Linked DNA regions of Anas platyrhynchos: region 2 is linked to region 1. Evidence: chromatin contacts called from public Hi-C data. All regions are on one chromosome and are shown on one strand. Each heading gives the region's core, a stretch centred on a gene start, on an enhancer-like site or on the middle of the called end of the contact. The rest is flanking DNA. Distances are from core to core; before and after follow the strand shown.

What was found. Hi-C and Micro-C count contacts between places; a contact is called where the count stands out from the background.
Region 2: a Hi-C map of small yellow follicle shows a contact between it and region 1, with 3 times the contacts expected there. The contact joins two enhancer-like sites. A contact is called at or near these places in 2 of 8 Hi-C or Micro-C datasets (F5 follicle and small yellow follicle).

The regions. Positions count from the first base shown.
Region 1 is chr6:31,556,281-31,562,199 of IASCAAS_PekinDuck_T2T, reverse strand. No RefSeq gene overlaps it. Among named protein-coding and RNA genes, the nearest start is that of GPAM, 170 kb to the left of the region's middle. Within about 2 kb of position 2,484, at least 3 of the 8 cell types and tissues checked have an H3K27ac peak or open chromatin away from gene starts, as enhancers often do. A contact at or near this core is called in small yellow follicle, where this site is marked.
Region 2 is chr6:31,609,232-31,615,028 of IASCAAS_PekinDuck_T2T, reverse strand. No RefSeq gene overlaps it. Among named protein-coding and RNA genes, the nearest start is that of GPAM, 120 kb to the left of the region's middle. Within about 2 kb of position 2,803, at least 2 of the 8 cell types and tissues checked have an H3K27ac peak or open chromatin away from gene starts, as enhancers often do. A contact at or near this core is called in small yellow follicle, where this site is marked.

The DNA.
Region 1 (5,919 bases), core at 1,235-3,734:
TTGTATTTTATTTTGGATCTTTTGGAACTGAATGCTCTGTTTTATGCTTCCTAGTATACTTCTTATAAGAGAAAGGGGGAAAAAAGGGAACAAAAAGGCTGTGATTCATCGGGGGTTGTTTAAATGCATTCCCCTCTCTCTTCATCATCTAAAAAAAAAAAAAAAAGAAAAAAAAGAAGAAAAAAAAAAAAAACTTGGCTAAATCAGTTCTTTTACCCAAAGCATTTCTTTTGATTTTTGATTGAACCGTGTTTTCCTCCAAGAAACAGAGTGTTCCAAATCAGTTCTTTGTTATTACGCTGTGGACTTTGATTTCAAGATGTAGGTTTAGATCCTCACTTCTTACAATCTCAAATATAAATCCCATACCTGATACTGGTTATTTTTCATCCTTTAACCTGATGTATGCTTTCAAGTGATGAAATAACATTTTCCTGATGTATCCACTGTTCAGACTAGCATAGAGAACATGAACATGACGTACCATGAGTTAGTACCCATTTTATAAGTGCCATTACTGTCATCCAGCTACTATTTCTGTATTAAGTGGCTTCTGTTCTGAAATACTCCATTCATCTGCATTAGAAAAATAACCGTGAGCAAGAAACTTAACAGAATAATTTTCAACAAAATATATATAAATAGCCAAACATATTAGGTCAGGTTGGTAGTGATAAAATTAGCACATATCTTGAATAAACATGAGAGATGATTTCAGTATGTGGCAGATTGGCACCTTTTTAGTTAACTTTGAGGGAGGAATTCTCAATTTTTTTTTTCCAAAATCTTTCCCTAGCCCATCTCTCTTTCTCCTCTTCTTTCTGTTACACAAACCAAATTGGTTTGGAATTTTTTCTTCTTGGCACGCTTTTCTTTCTATATCTGAATATGATTATTCCTCACTAAAATTTCAGCCTCTCACTCATAATATAGGGAAAATGATATCACACAATCTGTTTCTAAGGAGAACATACAACACAAGTCATTCTGATAACTTCACGGGAGTGAATAAGGGGATAAGGAAAATGGATTTAAATGGAATTTCATTTGATAGCTTGTGAAGCTGGCAGCATAGACAGAGCTTTGTCTTGGTGCACAACTGTCATCCTGAAACATTCAGGTGAATGCTGTGAGGCAAAGGAAAGCAGTTATTAATGTTTGTCTGAAGTATTGGGTTTGGTTCTGGTTTACCTGTTTACCAGTGGGAAGCAGAGCAGTACAGACCACAATAGAAATAATTACTTTTTTGAAAGGGTAGCTGCTTACAATGCAGTCTTGTCTTCAGTACTTCATGCAGAAATAAATGAGGGAGTGAATATTGCTGACTGCCGATGATTCTACTGACCCACTCTGTCTTACTTAACTACCAATTATTGTATTAAAATGTGCATCAGAAATTTTATTGTCAGGCTCAAATCTTTGCCCTCCTTAAACTTAACTTGTAGTTTTATTAGAGAGCATCTTACCTTAACCAGCATTAGAAAAACATCAGAAAACAACAAAATAACATAGATACAGACAAAAATATGGTAGCTATAACAGTAGTTATTATTAAGAATCAAACTACTATTGATAGGAAAAGAAGTCTGAAACAGTCTACTTACAATATAGTCTACATAGTTAGGTTTGTTACAGATAAAATAAGTACAAAAGGATGCTAGCATAACATGGACATAGTGAGAATGTGTTCACTTGTACTCAGAATTATTCTGGCCCAGTAATTTATTTTAACCTGCTAGTACTGGGAGCTGTCACTGTTGTATGTCTAGCCTGAGAGTTTGGTCTTGCCCTCCTTCCCATCATTCTGTGAGATCTCACTCAGTTACCAGTTTGTTACTGCTAGAGATCTATCAGAGAGCTAAAAGTACCAGCCAGTCATCCCAGGCAGGGTGATGTGACAGAACTTCCTTTGGAAATATTTGTCACATTCAGGTGAAGATTCTGAGATGGTCTTGGGCAATCCACTGATTTCTGAATTACCAAACCCAAGAATTAAATGCTTTGTCCATTGGCGCAGTAGTATAGCTTGTCTGTGGAACTTGCTTCCAGATTGTTTCTATATTGACCAGTAAGTAGAAATATTAATTTTAGGTTCTAGAACTGTCATTATTTCCCCTCTTCCTCATACAATGCAAATAAGACTAGGTAGAGAAGCATTTCACAATGCAATAATTTCTTCTTGAATTCACCTGTAAAAAAAAAAAAAATGCTCAGGGGAGGGCTGCAATAAGACCTAGAGGCTGTGAGATGAGTAGTTTAGGTGTCTGGTTGGGATGAGGATGCTCTGTGACAGCAGGAACAGTGTTTCAGAAGATATTCTGGAATATTTCATGAGATATTCTGGAATCCAAAAGACTGTGTTCTCTAATGCTGTAGCAGCACTTTAGCTTGGGACTGAAATGTTTGCTGCTTCCTTTATCGTATGGTCTTTTTGTTTTGCCAAGCCTTAGCAGGATGATGAAACCATTGCAGCCTTGAATAAGACAGTCTCAAGCATTATCATTGTATAATATTTCTTGGACAGCCAAGGGAGACAGTGTTCTCGTTTGTTTGTTTTACCTTTTCATTATATAGCTCTTATCTGTTTTAAAGATAATGAAAAAATCTTATATTGTTTTTCCACTGGAAGATGTTTTCCTTGAACAGACGCATACAATCATTTGTTTTCAAAATTGGTTCCTGCCCTGTAAATACTGCCTTTTTAATGCAAGAATTTATGGAAAACGTTAAGAAAAAATCATGTCACCTCTTGGTTATGAATTATTCTTTCACAGTTAGTCCCTCAGAGGTGTTACTGAAGAGGTAAATACAAAGTTCATGTCTTCACAAAAGTCAGTATGTGAGCACAGTATTCTACATGGGGCTGCCTATTTGCAAGAAATAAGTGACTGGAAGTGGACACAAATTCTACAGCCTCCAGAAGGAAGAAATCTGTCTTCCTTCTTGAGCTTCCTCGTAACAGATTTCTAGGCCCTTTGAGAGCAGTAAACAGTAAAACCAAGGTTATAATGTGCAAAACAGGGCTGAGAGAATGGTGTTGGGCAGACCTTGGTTGCAATGTCTCTTAGAGTTTCAAATACTCCAGACTTTCTGAAGAATCCTAGGTAGTCAGTCCTCACTAACTGCTAACGTCATGCCCCAGATACCTTCTATAAGAGCATATTCACATTTTTAATGATTCTCATGGTTAGCCATTCCAAGGAGGAAGACAGCACATCAAACAGAATCATAACATATCCTGAGTTGGGAGGGACCCACAAGGATCATCAAGTCCAACTCCTGGCTCCACAAAGGACCACCCAATAATCAGACCCTACATCTGAGAGCATTGTCCAAACACTTCTTGAGCTCCAGCAGGCTTCAGGGCTCTGACTGCTGCCCTGGGGAGCCTGTACCAGTGCCCAACCACCCTCTGGGTGCAGAACCTTTCCCTAACCCCCAGCCTGACCCTCCCCTGTCCCAGCTCCATGCTATTCCCTCGGATCCTGTCGCTGTCCCCAGAGAGCAGAGCTCAGCGCCTGCCCCTCTGCTCCCTGTGAAGGAGCTGCAGGCTGCCATGAGGCCTCCCCTCAGCCTGCTCTGCTCTGGGCTGAGCAAACCAAGGGACCTTAGCTGCTCCTTATATACCTTGCCCTATAGGCCTTCCACCATTTTCGTAGCCTGCCTTTGGGCACTACTCCCTGATAGTTTTACCTTCACAGGGTATTGAAGGTGAGGTTACTCAATACTTTTTTTTTTTTTTTTTTTCTTCCCAAGTTGCAATTGCTCCGTTTCCAGGAATAGCTTACTTTTCTGTTAAAGAAAAAAAAAAAAAAATAAAAAGTGAACCAAGATTCTTGCAAGAACAGTGTTTCCCAAAGAATACAGTGTTAATGACATAAAATACAATTATACTGAAATTATACTGAAAATCTGTAGTGAGTCAGAGTTCTGTTGTGGTGTTCCCTCAGTTTGTATCCATGTGTTTTATAGTTCTGCTGGATGATATCCCATGGGAGATAAAATAAATATCACATTTCTTAACGCTTTATGAAGCACAGCAGGAATTTCTGAACCTACAATCACGTTTTAGAGAAATAACCTCATTCTCTTTCTATCATCTCTCTGATAGTCCTACAATCAACATACAGATCTTCTGTCTCCCTGGAGGAATGCTAGCACACGTAAATGCCTCAGACAACTGCTGAAAGTCTCTTTTCTGAGGACTCTGTTACAAGCCTTCAGGCAGTGAGTCTGATGGATGTAATGCAAATAAACACCTATCTACTGTCAAATAGATTTTGAAAAGTTTTCTACCCCAAGAAGCTATCTTAGTATAAACAGACCAGGTGGTTCATCCAGATCATAGTTGAGGTCCCTGTAGATGCATAAGGGAGGCAATCATTCCTTACATGTTTATTTATTTAAAATCAGCTGGAATCCCCAAGACATACTGCAAATATAACAGAGAAAAGGAGAGACAAAGAAGGAAATGAGGTAGAAAATCCTGGCCTAACTAGTGGTTTTAGGTGCCAGGGCTTCTGTGCAACCAGATGATATGTTCCAAGGGTTGTCGTGTATTTGTACAAGTCTTGCAAGCTAAGTATCTTAAGACGACAATCCACCTTCCTTCTGTTTTATCTCTATCTTACAGTCTTCTTGCTCTTTGGTGTATTATTTCTTGTAAGAAGTCTTTTCATCCAGGAATCTGAGTCTGATGTCATAGCATTATTCTGTTTTGGAATTCTTTCCTTTCTTCACCATCTTTGTGTATCAGCACAGACTGGCTTTTAGTCAGAAGGGCAAAGTGCGGAATGCAAGGCAGCAGGTTTTAGGGTCTAGGCTTTTATAAAAGTTAATATAAAAACTGTTTCATTCTAGTATAGTATACTCACTGACACAGGAAAGAGCGTTTCTTTGCTACAGGAACTGAGAAAATTCTATTAAGTTAGATAAAGGGCTTCTGAGCTTTTACCTCTGTTGGCTAAAATCTGGTTTCCTTTGAATTCACCTCTTATAAGAGATTACAGAGTGCTTGGTTGCTCTGTTGATATGAAAGGGGAAGGAGGATGAGTAAACCTCCCAGCCATTATTGTGCTCAAATGCCCAGTCAATGCACACAAACTCAGTTACAGTTTCTCCATTACAATTTACCTAATCTTGTCATGAAACTATCATTGCCATAAAAGAGCTCTCAGTCAAGACCAAGAAGGGAAAGGAAAGTATTTTCTCTTTTTCAGAAACAGGGACTGGAAGTTTCTGCATGCTGCCTTTTATTTTTTTATTCTTTTATTTTTTTTTAACACAGAATTATAAGCAGAATTCGGCAGTTTTCCTGTGCCTCATCTCCAATCTAACCAGTTCACCTTGTCACCAAAGCCAAGAAAATCTACTGCTTTATTAAAAATCAGTGGTTAGGACAGCAGGTATAAGAGAGAAATTTCTTTTAAGGTTAATTTCAAGCTTGGGAATATCAATCTATTCCCTTTTTATTGGAAAAGTAAATATTCATATGCATGGTTTTTTCTATCTCTGTTTAAGATGCGATGTTTGGAAGATGAGTTCTCAATGTAATACTCAGAAATTCTCTGAGGTAGCTGTTAAATCTTAAACTGCTTATCAGATGTCTGTCTTTGCTGTTTGAGAGTCTTGCTGACCACAATTAATTTGTACCTATGTTCCATTGAAATGTCTCAGGATCCTTGAAAGAGCTCCATCTAATAATGTACTACAAACAGTCCTTTTTCTTTAAGCTCAATGTACCTTAGGCCTTGTTATAACTGAAATAATACATGTATGTTGCTGGAGTGATACTACACAAGTAGACAATTCAGTGATGATATGGGTTTGACTTAAAAGTTTGTAGTAAAAGCTGCATTCTTAATGATTAAGAGAAATCTTAATAATATATATGTATTGAAAACATGCTAATTATATGTT
Region 2 (5,797 bases), core at 1,554-4,053, 53 kb before region 1:
ACCATGACAGCTGACCCAAGTGGCCAAAGGGATGTCCCATATAATGTAATGTACCCCACTGCTTGAGACTGGGCTGGGCATTGGTTAGCAGGTGGTGAGAAATTGCTCATCGTGCAACACTTGTTTTGTATGCATTATTTTTATTATCACCACTATTATTATTTTTTTCTCTTTTGTCCTAATAAACTGTCTTTATTTCAACCTGCTTTTTTTCTGATTGTCTCTCCCATCCCACTGGAAGGGAGGGTGAATAAACAGCTGTGTGGTGCCTAGCTGCTGGCCAGGTTAAACCACAACACCCCTCCTAACTATCTCATCTGCCTGTTGAAAAAAGTTCTAAATAATATTATCTGTCTTAATGGACATAAGTTGTAGAGCTGTGGGATCTCTTCCTGTCAAATTTCATTTGGCATTTTTCTTAGAAGCTACTTAACCTTGCAAACCTTACTGTCATCTCTTATATTCTCCCTTATTTCAGGGAGAAAGGGCTTTGAGAAGTCAGTGACCCATTGTGTTGGCAGGTTGTTGACTTTCTTTAAAGTAAGCCTGAAATTGCCTTCATTTAAAATACCAAAAAAGGACCTTGGTGAAGCTTAGGTTATACTGAGCAGACCACCAGACCTTTGTGTGATCTGTTGGATAAGGTGAAACAGGATAGAGAGGAGTCTTCTTAAAAATGCTCTATCTTGGAGAATCATCCTGTATTCTTGTGCAGCCAATAACACTGCCAACTAGAAACCCTTAAAAGCAAGTAATTTATTCTGCTTCTCGTCCCAAAGTCCTGTAACAGTGGTCTTGGGCTTCCCAATGAGGTCACAGATGATGTTCATGAACATGTAGCTGGAGCCTGACAAACTTAACGATGTGGTTCTGTCCAGTTCAAGAACTGACCTTTCACAGATTGAAATGTAAAATACAGTAAAAACTGTGTAAGCTACTAGAAGCTGAGATTTAAAGCAAAACAACAAAAATCACCTTGGATAATACTTAGGACTAGAATTCATGAGGCTTTTGAACTGAAATGTTCAATAATTAGGCTGTGGAAGTAGGACTTCTAATAATAGGTGGCACTGGTGTTGAGTTCTAAATACTTCTATTTTTTTAGGTTTTTGTCTATAATTAATGATGATAGAAATGCTTAAGTCTTCCTATGTATGTTGGAGTTACTCTGCTCCAGTAATTTCTAATTTCTATATTTGAAGAGTATAGAATTAAATTTTCTACTTTCATATAATTTGGGAACCTGGAGATGCATTAGGATAATATTTTAATAGAAAAACTGAACTCTAGTGACTGGGTGCCTTTTCCTGGACAGTTAATGTTATAAAAGAAACTCAAATTCTGCTCCTTTGAATTTCTGCTCTCACTCAAACAGACCACCCAGCATCTAATCTGACTGCAGATGCACAAGGTGATTTTTTATTATTTTTTTTTTTTTTTACCTGTTTGCAGTATTCTGCTTATGCTTGTATAAAGAATGAGAGCTGTAGGTGAGATCTCAGTGGAAGAAGCAAACTTGGCCACTAAGGGATCTGTATTTCCCTTCTAAATTGATAGCTGACTAAATTATTTTCATATGGATGTTTTTTTCATGTCTTGGAAGTGGTACAGGGACTGTAAGACTAACATGCTGTCAGTTGTAATGGGTTGCTTGAACAGTCTCTGCTGAAATCAGGGATAGATCATGATCTGTTTCTGGAGAAACAAACTAAGCTTCCAGATTGTGGACAATGAAGATAACTGAAGTTGAAGAAACTGCAGGGTCCTTGTTTTACACTTATGGCTAACTTGCTGCATGAGATTTATGTGGGTGGCTATATGTGGTAGGAGATCTGAAAAAGCCACTGGGTATGACTGCGGGATGGCCAAATGGTGCCAGTATGTGGGATAGGTGTTAACATATGGGAAAGGGAATCCCGTGCTGTAGCCAGAAGTGTTACAGCTCTTCTGGATACAGCTATGGTGGCCCACACTTGGCACTAACAGAGCCAGCATTGAGGTGCGCTGGGTACAGAGAGGTCACTGAGAGCTGTAGAAGGTCCAAAACCATGATGTGTTGGTGACATCCCAATCAGTCTCCTTATTGTGAGGAGCCCCAGGCTGCATGGTCATTTGGTTTCCAGCAAGCTGAAAGTTTAACTGGAAATGACCTCATTTAAGTTACCGTCAGAGAAAAAATAGCACTAGAAAGTTCCATTTTCTTATTTTGTAAATGTAAAAGCTCTGTTTAGAAGGACTGAACTTTTTCTTCCTGATGTTTATAAAATGGAAATGACTTGTTTTGGGCAGACAGTCTGGGTAAAAGTTCGTCTCTGAGAAAAGTAAAAGCTTAAGTAGTAAACAGAAGAATGAAAACAACCTCCTCTTATCACGTTTTATCTTTTGTTGGAAAAATAACCTCTGTGAAAAAACATCTTTCCATCCTTCCTTTGGGCCTTGTAACTAATGAATTTATTCGTATTAACTATCCAGTTACACTACTGTTAATTTATGTGGCCATTTTCATAGGTAAACAAAGCTAACGAATGCACGGTATATACTTAAAAGCTATTTTCAGTAGTGGGACATTCTCTCCTCCTCCTCACCCCTCTACATAAATAGAGATGATCACCCTGGTAATTTTTTTTTTTTTTGCTTCCTTTTTAAATAGTCAAGTAGAGGGGCCCTCCTGCTCTGTTGCCTAGGTTATGCCATAAGATATCAAGCAATCTGCATGGTACCTGGCAATTATGTGGCAAAGCTAAACCGCAAAGTAGGGGAAAAAACAACAAGTGGTTTCAATGCCAGGAACATCCCAGTCTACAGTACAGGCTGTCATAAACAGGAGCTCCTTAAAAGCCTTCTGTGAAGGATATTTAATCCCCTTTTTCCCACTAGTTTATTTCAGTGTTTGGTACTTTCTTTATTAGCACGCTTATGTATTGATCAGTGTTTTCTATGTTGTCCTGCTTTAGAAGTTATCCAAGGCTGTTGCATCTTGACCTGGAAGAGGTGTGTGTGTGAACCCCCGGACAGTCATTGTTTTTGTGGAAAAAGTGGCCAGCAGTCCCTGTGGTGGTCCACCTCTTTTGGATTGTGTCTGTGTATAGGAAGAATCATTTCATGTAAGAAATAACAAACTAGGCTATTTTTCTAGTATCTAAAAGCTGGATTCAGTCCATCAGAGGCAGGTGGGAAAAGGTCAGATGCTAAAAAGCTAGTTAAATTGGTAAAAATAAGATCTAAGAATTAAATAACATACTAATCTATGCTAGAATATTTGAAGGCTGATGAGGTTGCTTTCTGTCCCAGTTTAGCAACCACTAGAACTGTCCTGTTAGGCTAGGTATTTGAGGCTGTATAGAAGCGTAGAGAATGAGGCTTTGAGATTTACTGCTATTTGCCAGTTTTTAATGAAGCTTGTAGAACTGAGATGAGAGTTTAAAGAAAAAAAAGTGGTGGTGGGAGTGTTCCTCACCCATGCCATCTTTCCTCTCTAAATCCAGTAGTCCAGTTATTGATCTACCACTCTATCCACCCAATGGAGTAACAGTTGGAGCTGGTAACGTTGGTCTGTTATTTTGTTGCATTGCAGAAAACACTGGATTTCTTGCAGAGCTGTGTGTGAACCAATGCCATATATAATTAGAGAAATCTTGCTAGCACTGCAGTTCTGAGTACAAAGAACATTCTGGCTAACTTGGTCTTCATGTTTTTGCTGTATGAAGTTGCAGTGTACCCTTAGCAACCACAGAATCATCTAGGTTGGAAGAGACCTCCAAGACCACAGAGTCCAACCTCTGACCTAACACTAACATGTCCTCCGCTAAACCATATCACTAAGCTCTAAATCTAAATGCCTTTTAGATGCAATCCTTAACCTGTATATAGTAGTAGAGAGGGCAGGTGAATTCCAGCTATTTTCCCAGAAAAGATGTCTCCATGGGGATAGGGTATCCCTTTTGCAACACAGATGCAAGCACTGAAGCATTCTGTAGAGTATAGGGATGAGCTGGGAGGTAAGAACAGCAATTAAACTTGCAGCTCCCAGAAGGGAAAATTCTCCCACAAGGTGCTATCAAAGTTAGCTGTCTACAATCAGTTTGCAGAACAGAGGAGTAATTTAAACTAAGGGAAGTCAGTCCCTATTTTCTGTAGCCTTTTTCATAGCTCTGCTCAATCCTTAGGGTGATGGTTAGCGAGCTTTTGTCTTCCCATGGATGCACCCTTTTTAGAAATCTCTAGCTCATGGTGAAGTAAAAAGCTAAAAAAGCAATCCTTGCTCCTTAAGGTCATCTTTTTGCCTTGCTTAACAATAGCCTACAGAGTGTTCAGACCTAAATATGTGTGAATGTGGGTTGTGTGTATAGCTGGACTGAAAAAAAAAAAAAGAAATGTATTGGCTGTTCATGTTGGCTTTTTCTATTCTGGATACAGTCAGTGGGAATCTAATGACTGCTTTAGAAGATTGCAGGAGACAATTGCTAAAGCAATCAGCAAATATGATTATAATGTCTCAGTTCAGCGGACTTTGTATTTTAAATTGAGGTGTTTCACGTCCAAATCTATTCAAAAAACATTGGAAAAGGAAAGCGAAGTCTCTCATAAATATAGACAGCTATTCCATTGTCAGTTATCCGATGTTTCACTAATAAATGCTAACTTTTCATGTTTGTTTATGTTTTGGTTTGCAGCTGTTGTTAGAGAAGCTTTGAAATAACTGAGAAGGTATATGAAAAAGGTACATGAAACAAATTCAGGGGAGACTTCTCTGATGTAAATCGTGTGAGGTAGATTTCAGCAGAAGTAGGAATTTCAGAACCTTGCGGAATCAGTCCCTTTCATATCATTAAACTGTTACAACAGCAACAGTGCTTGTACAATTACAGTAACATAATTCAGTAAGAGAAGCTTTACTTTAGACAAATGAGTTTTTTATTAGATTGGCTGCTAACTATGGGCGGGGCTCACATTTTAAAGTGAGACAGTGTTTCTGGGCTTGCACATGCAAACCATTGTTAGCCTGCAAATACTTACTCTTGGTTATAAGTGATTTTTGCTTTTGTTTTCTTCACAGATTTGTTCTGTATGCAAGGGTAATGAACAATTACTAAAGGTGGGAAACTAGCTGGGATAGGGAAGGTGCTTTATTTGAGGATCATAATGCAAGGGGATGTGAAGATAAGATGTTTTAGCTATTCCATATTCCTGGGCTTGCCTAGGTCCTTCTCAGTGGTTCTGAGTCAAGAACCATGGGGCTAAGACCTTTTTGAAACAACCTAACACCATGTATAAGCTTTGAGAAAACTGTCATGAGTGTAAAAGCCATTCTCAGTCAGGACCATCAAACTTCTATTGCACTAGTTTAAAGGCAAAGATCTGTAAAAAGCTCCATAGAACAATATATGTGTAAATGGCTTGAACACAGCAAAATTATATCACAGAGCCTGCTGTGTTGGATCCCAGCAGCCCTTCCTTGGGTTTTATGTAATTCCTAGGAAACTTTTGTGAAGAGTTTTGCACCCTCCATCCCCACACTGTCAGAACGATCTGGGTTGGATAAAAAAACCTATAAGCATTTCCCCTGTTCTCTTTCTACCAGTTTTGTGCTATCAGATCAGTGTGAAGTAGATGAAACAATTGCCCTGCAGAAAGTGATTATTGCATTTATGTTTCAATGTAGTATTTTCTACAACTGAGTTTGAAAATACAGATATTTTCATCAACTAACAGAAGCATCATATATTCCTTTAAAAAAAAAAAAGACTGTAAAGGTGGTAATAAACTATAGACAAAAACCTACTTAGGAGCTTTAAGG